Regions from separate parts of the Danio rerio genome. Here region 2 is linked to region 1. The links are chromatin contacts, called in public Micro-C maps. All regions are on one chromosome and are shown on one strand. Each heading gives the region's core, a stretch centred on a gene start, on an enhancer-like site or on the middle of the called end of the contact. The rest is flanking DNA. Distances are from core to core; before and after follow the strand shown. Region 1 holds the start of cbx7a (chromobox homolog 7a). Region 2 holds the start of napsa (napsin A aspartic peptidase).

Region 1 (4,402 bases), core at 1,077-3,576:
GTTTCCGTAGATCACGTTTCTATATACAGGGCTTTACATCAGCATCTGCAATGACCCGATGGGAAGCTCAAAAGTGACTCATCGCACTAATACGTCTTTATCGCACAGAGAGAGACCACCTTTTCCCGTTTTTCATATCCATTTCTCGGCAAAAACAGTCGCGCTCCTTCCTTGACGCGCGCGAACTCTCGTGGCCATTCGTGCTCGGTGCAGTGCTGAAGGGACGGCGAAGTATGGCAATCCTAGGTAACATTCAGCGTTTAGCATTAGACATTCTTACGCTTGTCACTTGTTGTAATTAGTTCTTTTTACAGTTATATTGTACTTTTTTCCCTAAATGTCTGTGCAAACGTGCATAACTCTAGGTATACTAACCCTTCTTTCAGTATGTGAGAACCTGTTGATTTAACCACTGCACAGGCCAAATTGATTTGAAATTTGTGGCTTGCTGTATCTTAACTGACTCCATAGCTCCTTTCACAGAGTGATACCGGTAAATATCCGAATCATTTCCGGAATGACTTTACCAGAAAATTTTAAAAAGCGCTGTTCACACAGGCGAGGACGTTATGGAATTCTTTTTCTGGAAAAGAGCATTCACACATCCATTCCAAAATACGGGTAAATTCTGACTTCATTAACAAGAAATGAGCTCTAAACGGCTGCGCTTGTGATCGTTAACATTTGACTACATTACAAACTCTGTGGATGAATCAGTATTGTGAACAACGTCAATAAAAATTTATAAAGAAACACTTTCGCATGTCGAGATGTTCATAATATGGGTGTGCTGGCGCTCACTGGATGCTTCACGGGCACACGTGACACGTCACACAACTGAAGGAAGCAGAGCTTAAAGTTAAACAAACAACGGCTTATCATAAGCATCTTATCGATAATTATTTACACAGCTGACATTAAAAAGAAACATATAAATGTTATTTGACTAAAATCTAGCAGCTAAATGTGACTTGAAAAATATTCAAAGGCTTTTATTTTTATAAACCACGAGGAAGTGAATGCGTCTGACTGTTCTGATTGGCTGAAGTAAACGTCTCACGGCAGCGCATTCTAGACTGCACACGTTCTTTCCCGCAATGAGCGCAGTATTCCGGCAAATTACAAGTAATGTTACAACTTCCCTTTCCAGAAAATTGCCGAAACGAATTCACCGGTATTTTCAAAAAGGGCCTGGCTCTAAATAAGCAAGTTTTAGCTACTTTTAACATTCAGAAAAAGAAAAACACCTGTGAAGAAATTTGCAGAGCAACACAAACAGCAAGCAGAGGTATAAATGCACGACTATGCGTAAGGCAGGCACCATGGGTCACGCAGATCCCTCCACACCAACACGATCATGCATGCAAGGATCAATCCTGCTTCAGATCTGCTTACGCTGTGCATTGCTGCACTACTTTGCCATGCTGTATGAAAGCTTTGGCTGCATCCAAAATTGCCTATACTCAAGTAGTTACTACATTCATTTAAATTTGAGTTTACTATATGACCATTAGAAAAGTGTATATATAGTATGAATGCGAGTAGTACAAATGGAACTCAGATGTATTACAGCTTACACATTACTATTTGTCATTATTACATGACCTTCCTGCGTCAGTTACAACGCTTCACTCATAAATTCTCTCGCACGGCATCATGGGATAGCATACCCTCCATTGTATGAGGGTCATCCGGGTTGTTTTATCATACTGTTTTTCGAATGCTATGAATTTGGCCATACTAATCAGTTTGCATACTACTTATATAGAAGTATGCGCTTGCGAACGCAACCCCTTATCTGTTAATGTGAGTGATGAAAACAAACATGCTCTGCTTTCATGTGCATTGTGAATGATGCTTTACTGCTGATTGGCTGCAAGTTTGATTTGGGACTCGGTCTGACTTTTGCCGTTTTCTAAATATTGCTAAGTGCCTTGCCTTCGGAAAGCATGTGCTCTCATTAATAATTAAGAAGCAGGGTCTTCTCATAGGATAATATAATAATAATGAGAAACCGACGCATAATCACTGCACTATCAGATTTGCGCTAAGTCACCATTTTTGATCCCGGCCCAAAAAAAATTAAATCCAGAAAATAAAATTAGCTGACAAAAGCTCATAATTATTCGGTTTTCCCCACAATTAAAGCTGACAAGTGCTAACGTTGCCTTAACTGATGCTTAACACACAAATCTGTTCGAATCTTTTAAAAAGGACTCCAGGGTGTCTTGAACCTTTAAAAAATAAAATAAATGCTAAGTCGGCTTGCCATAAGGAGAAGTGGGTGGGCGCGCGCGAGTAGAGCGTGCACGCGCCAAGCAAAGCCAGTGCGTACATGTGTCGCAGATTTTAAAACTCAGAGCTGGACGAGCAGCGGACCCGAAGGTGCACTAAGAGTTCCGACGGCTTTAAATCCTAAGAAAACACACTGCCAGAGTCTACGCGGGACATCTCGACGACATCTCATCCTCTGAAGAGGAAAAACGGAAGAGATCAGAAACTCTTTGCTGCACTGAATGATCTCATGAACATGGAGCTGTCATCAATAGGAGAGCAAGTGTTTGCGGTGGAGTCAATAACGAAGAAGAGGATAAGAAAAGTAAGGACGATGCTGATGCGCATTAAAATAGACTTGGTTCAGCTGTTTTACTGCACAGTATTCTGCAGGCTCTATTTGCTTTCTGTTTTGAAATGATGAATATCCCCTAAAGTCCGCGCAGTTTTGTTTTGTTGGCAGTTTAGGAATGACTCACGAGTGAATAACACATCTGCTTGCGTAACATTTCGAAACTTTCTCTTTGCACAGCTTCTTGTGTGCACAACACTGCGGTAACTTGAATGTTATTCTCGAAAGTTTGTGAATTTTAGTAAGATCTCGCGCTTGAATCGCGAGCGCTATAGATGGAGGGGGTGTGTGAGAACAGCGCGCGTGTCATCATCATCGCCATCGATGCGCTTTTCGCTCGGAAAATCGCCGCGTTTCGTGGCTACGCAGTTTATTTATACGCGCGCAGGGTCACAGATGATGCGCGTAAACATCCGCGCAGTTGTCAAAATAATCGGAGCACTTCGAATCAGTGGCGGAATAAACTCGTTTCTTAATAGGGTGATAAACAAAATAGGTTATGTCTAATAATAGAACACGCACGCGTAAGTATCGCTTTGGTAGGTGTTTTTGTTATTTATTATTTTCTGCGTAATATAGAGCCAGATGTTGTAATGTACAGTAATAGCTGGTGATGATGATGATGATGACTAACGCTGCATGTGCACGCGGTTTCATTTCGCACGCTCGAGCATGAGGGGGGAAAGACCTTCACCGCTCCACACGTTGCACAAAATGAGTTGTTTACGCGTTTCCATGGCCCCACCTATTTCCATCCCATGAATGTTCCTGAAAGTCGCTGTGTTTTTTTTTTTTTTTAAATGGAACTCACGAGCTCACCCATGGTCACGTCACATTACGCACTGCGCGCACGGCTCCGTTTCATCCTGTATAATTTCTGTCAAAATACTACTGCGTGTTGACATCTTAAAGGGACAGCTGAGTGTTTGGATCATGGATTCGTCGAGGAGTATGACGTATGTCTCCATCTGAACTTTAAAAGTGAAAGTGACTCCTTTCTTCTTTCGCTCTCGTTTCAGGGAAATGTGGAATATCTTTTAAAGTGGCAAGGATGGTCGCCTAAGTAAGTTGCTCCCCTATTTAGGTCATTTTTACAAAACAAAATACAGCCTACTACTAGGACACAGTATGTGGGTGCATCTTACAAAAAACATGTGAAGGTCACATCTCACTTTAAAAAGATTAGATTACAAACTAAATAGAAAAAAAACTATGTAAGCATCTTATTGTTTTCCTCTTACATCACATTTATGTCTAGATGAATTACACAAAATGAGTCATGCCCTAGTCATATTTCAGATAATAATCCAAACAAAAGAACAGTGATACATCTTTATAGTAATTTATTTGTTTATTTCATGATATTAAAAGGTTTATTAATATATATATATATATATATATATATATATATATATATATATATATATATATATATATATATATATATTAATGTATTTATTTCTATAAGATTATTGGTTATCCAATTAAGATATAGCCTTGAACTATTCAAATAAACATTATCGGACAAAAATCAATGTAGGCTGTGCATTTTTATTCTGGACACAATAAATAATCTGCACTTCAAACTGTTTTAGCTATGTGCTACTCCAATGACCTCTTTGGGTCTGTCTATGTGACTGTCAGGTACAGCACCTGGGAACCAGAAGACAACATCCTGGACCCTCGTCTTGTCCTTGCCTTCGAAGAAAAGTAAGTTACACTCTGGTACATTTGATTACTAATGAGAAAAGGACCAAATGGTTTATAATTATTATT
Region 2 (4,402 bases), core at 1,243-3,742, 140 kb after region 1:
TGAAATTATAAAAAATAATCACAAGCTTGTGGTCAACGTTTTTTAAATAATTGATACTTTAACATCTCTGGATTTATTTGATTAAATAATGAAGTTGAAATAGTAATACTGAAATGCTGTCACAATTTAAAATAATTGTTCATGTAGTTCAAATCAACATTATACTCTAGTGTCAAATGATCCTTCAAACAAACACTAAATAGTTTCTATTAATATCACAGTAAAAGTCTTAAATGTGACAGTTTAACTTGACAAAATATTAATAATCATTGATTAAAAATAAGAATATCTTTGTAAAAATCTCACCGACCCCAAACATTTGAACATTAGCATATAAACAAGAAACAATCAGAGTTACAGTCTCGGAATCGTTATTTATGTATTATTATTATTATTTTCAGTATTTCAGCATTAACACAATATATACTTTTAACTTTTTGTCTTCAAAGATGATTTGGCAAAATTCTTGCATGTTTGACCTCTGATCTCATTCTGCCCTGTTCAAATTAACACAGCGGCCTCACATTTCACAGCGGCTCTAACCTTTAGTGTGTGCAAGGAGAAAGACAAAGAACTGTTTTACTCCTTTCCCTATTCCCACCATATACACATGCTCATTACAAAATTTTTCATTGACAATATTTATAAAACTTTCACAGCATGTCTTGATCAAATGAAAAACTTGATTAGTAAATTGATTGATTAATAAATGATCACTACCGTGAATAAAGATGTAGAAGAGTAAGACAACAAATCTCACCTCTATTTCCACTCTTGCTTTTTTATTTTGGCAATCTTGAAAAATCCTTGCAAGTCATAGGCTTTAATCCCAGAACGGCTGGAGCTAGGTTTGCCTACAAAGCCAAGCAGATCGAATGAACAGTTATGAGAAAATATTTTCTTGATCTCCATAAATGGTCTACTCACCAGCTAAACAAGATATCAGGATGAAGCCCCTGCATCTGCCTGTCCACAGTGTACAGACCATCACCACTTGGAACAAATGTAGAGAGGCGGGCTCCACGAGAACATCCAATCAGTGTAGTCAAAAACTATTATTTAAATGTATGTGTTGAGTATGTTATTGAATATTATTTTGACTGCAAATTCTATTTAAAAAACTAAACTATTTTTTACAGTACACTTATGACCATGGGCGACGCCGTGCTGCAGTGGGTAGCCCCAACTGGGTCAATTGGCATTTTTGTGTGAAGTTTGCTTGTTCTTCCTGTGTTGGCATGGGTTTCCTCCAGGTGCTCCAGTTTCCCACACAAGTCCAAAGACATGCGCTATATATGAATTAAGTAGGCTATACTGTCCATAGTGTATGTGTGTGAATGAGAGTGTATGGGTGTTTCCCAGTGATGGGTTGCAGTTGGAAAGGCATCTGCTGTGTAAAACATATGCTGGATAAGTTAGCAGTTCATTCCGCTGTGGCGCCCCCAGATTAATAAAAGGACTAAGCCGAAAAGAAAATCTGAAAGAAAACAAACTTGACTGATATCTACCTTCTGCCCCTTTTCCAAGTGATCAACAAAAAGTCAAGTTATTATTTGTTGCTCTTACAACTGGGATCACTGACAAGACTTTTGTCAGGTAATGTATACTGGCTAATGGCTAATGATATAAATGATTATATGGAGATATATAATGGTTTTAAAGGGATAGTCCACCCAAAACTGGAAATTCTGTCATCATTTACTCACCCTTCACTTCCAAATCAGAGTTTGTTTCTTCTGTTGAACACAAAAGGTGATATTTATTAAAATGTTAAAAACCTGTTACAATTGACTTTCATAGTTTTTCCCCCAAACAGAATAAAAAAATTCATAAAAGTTTGGAACCACTTGGGGGAGAGTAGATAATAATGAATAGATTTTCATTTTTGGTTGAACAATTGCTCTAATGGAAACTGGTCTTTGCAGGCCTAAATGCAATTTAGTGTATTTTGTTGATGACACCAGTACATTCCATCAAAATGTACTAGTTTTAATGTTTAAATTCAAATGTTTTGTGATTCTAATAATAGGCTATGTGTAGTAGAAACTATTATAAGTTATGTGATGATTTTTTATTTAGCCTATTTATTTACACTTTTTATAGCAGAGTTTTTTGCAATACATTGTCAAAAATAGTCTATATTTTGTACGACTACCTATAAGAAAAACAAATCATTGGGTTTGATTACTCCACTTCCTCGATTGCGTTGTACCACATTTGCTTCCTCTGTTCCTCAGCTTTTTCTGACGAAAATGAGGAAGGCCATTTCTATTTTGACTACTCACAGTAAAACTGATCTTCTTGCTACTCACAGTAGAACTCGTTTATCATATCAACAGCTGCATTTAATTGAATTGATGTAACTCAACCAGTGATACCACATTTCAGCACATTCCATGAAGAAGCGGGTGTGTCAAACTGAACTTTGTTGATTTGCGCTTCAACCAAGTACAACGGAAATCCCCGAAGTTCCACGAAGCTCTCCGAAATACACTTGCGGATGTATGAGTTGCGCACAAGGGGTGGCGGTACGAGTAAAATTTCAGAATTGCAATAGCAAGTCATATAAGGATCAGAAAAGAAGTACAACTATTCGGTTCCTTTAAAGATCAGAAAATGAACGGCTTTCACCTATTCGCGTTTTTAATAGGGCTGTTAATTGCGGACAGCCAAGCAATAATCAGGTAAATGCAAGCATTTTCTTATTTGTTAGTGATCTAATTGTATTTGTATCTGTTCAACATGTGTTTCTACATACGCATTGTATGTATTTATGTAATTTTGCTTTAAATATCTCTTAATGTATTTGCAACATTCAGCTATATTTGAAATCAGCTATAGTTTTGCAATCAAATGAAATACATCTGATATATATCATCAGTTAAGACTATTTTCATACACATCATAATTACAGTGCTGCTTTTGGAGGTTGTGTGTAAAAAGCTTAAAACAGCAGCAGCATCAACTGGCGCTGAAGATCAGGAAGTTGAACTCACATGACCGAGTATGGCTACATTTCAGTAAACAGTTACATGTGTGATCTACTGTTCGCAAAGTCCAATTTGATAAGCCATATAATGTAAACAAACGTCGAAGCAACAAAACTTATTTTCATAAAGCGAGTTGAAATGTCAGGCTTACAGTTGTTTATAATGGCTGCGATCTAGTTTGACGCAGTGATGTTCAGCTCGTGATCAGATCTTTTAAGCGTAAGAGTTGATTTAATCGACCAATAAATTGGCATGTTTTCTTATATAATCGCCTCACATTGTTAAGGTACATGAAAACCTCTCACTAGTACAAAAACCTGAAAGTTTAAGTTGACTTCAAATCGACCAATAGCAATGCAATGCTTTGCTCATGCGTAGCTATTCATGGGCGGTGTTATCAATGCTTTTCTGAACGCACTGCCACCATATTAACTGTCATTAATCTTAACATACATTTATGTAAAAACAATCTGATCGATACTCATTAAAATATCCAAAAGGCTACATTTTGTGGCTGAAGGGAAATTCTATAAAACTGAAAATGAAAGTTAAAATATATTTTCTAAAATAACAAGGCATCTTGATACAATAAACGTTTGTTCCACTGAAATGTTTGTTTTTGTGTGTCTTCTGTATATCATGTTGAAAATGTCTCATCAGGGGTGTCCAAACTCGGTCCTGAAGGCCCGGTGTCCTGCAAAGTTTAGTTCCAACCTCAATCAGACACACCTGGGCTAGCTAATCAAGCTCTTAGTAGGCTTTCTAGAAACATAAACGCAGGTGTGTTGAGGCAAGATGGAGCTAAAACCTACAGGACAATCAATCTCCAGGACTGAGTTTGGACACCCCTGGTCTAAATGGAAAAAAATGTAAGCAGTCAGGATACATTAAAGCAAGGGTGACCAACCCTGCTCATGGAGATCTACCTTCCTGCAGATTTTAGTTGCAACTCATATCAAACACACCTGCCTGTAATTATCAACTGCTGTTCAGCTCCTAATCATTTGGTTCAGGTGTGTTTGATCAGGGTTGGAGCTGAAATCTGCAGGAAGGTAGATCTCCAGAAACAGGGTTGAGCACTGCTGCGCTAAAGCATGTCTCAAACTAAATTCCTGGAGGGCTGCAGCTTTGCACAGTTTTGCTCCAACCCTATCAAGTACAGCTGATCCAAATAATCAAGGTGTTCAAGAGTCATGAACACCTTCTTTAGTTGGATCAGGTGTGTTTGAATAGAATTGGAGCAAAACTGTGCAGAGCTGCCACTTTCCAGGAATCCAGTTTGTGACCTTTGCACTTAAGTGTATGTGGGGGTTGAGGGAAATTAAATCTGTATTAAACTTTTTTGCTTTTCTTTAACATCTTAAACTCACCATGGTAATAGCGCAGTGACAATATTTAATCAATAGCAATTA

The links. A called contact is a pair of places that touch in the nucleus more often than the background predicts.
Region 2: a contact with region 1 is called in a Micro-C map of caudal fin, with 6 times the contacts expected there. The contact joins the promoter of napsa here to the promoter of cbx7a in region 1. A contact is called at or near these places in 2 of 18 Hi-C or Micro-C datasets (caudal fin and hematopoietic stem cells) and 1 of 4 datasets of contacts at active chromatin or transcription factors (gastrula embryo).

What each region holds. Positions count from the first base shown.
Region 1 is chr3:23,727,250-23,731,651 of GRCz12tu, forward strand. cbx7a (chromobox homolog 7a) reads left to right here and starts at 2,327. Exons shown (of 6, transcript NM_001017853.2): 1 at 2,327-2,599; 2 at 3,646-3,689; 3 at 4,271-4,336. The coding sequence starts at 2,531.
Region 2 is chr3:23,862,471-23,866,872 of GRCz12tu, forward strand. It overlaps napsa (napsin A aspartic peptidase), which reads left to right and starts at 2,493. Exons shown (of 9, transcript NM_200031.1): 1 at 2,493-2,684. The coding sequence starts at 2,617. It overlaps chadla (chondroadherin-like a), which reads right to left and starts at 968. Exons shown (of 10, transcript XM_068218957.2): 1 at 761-968.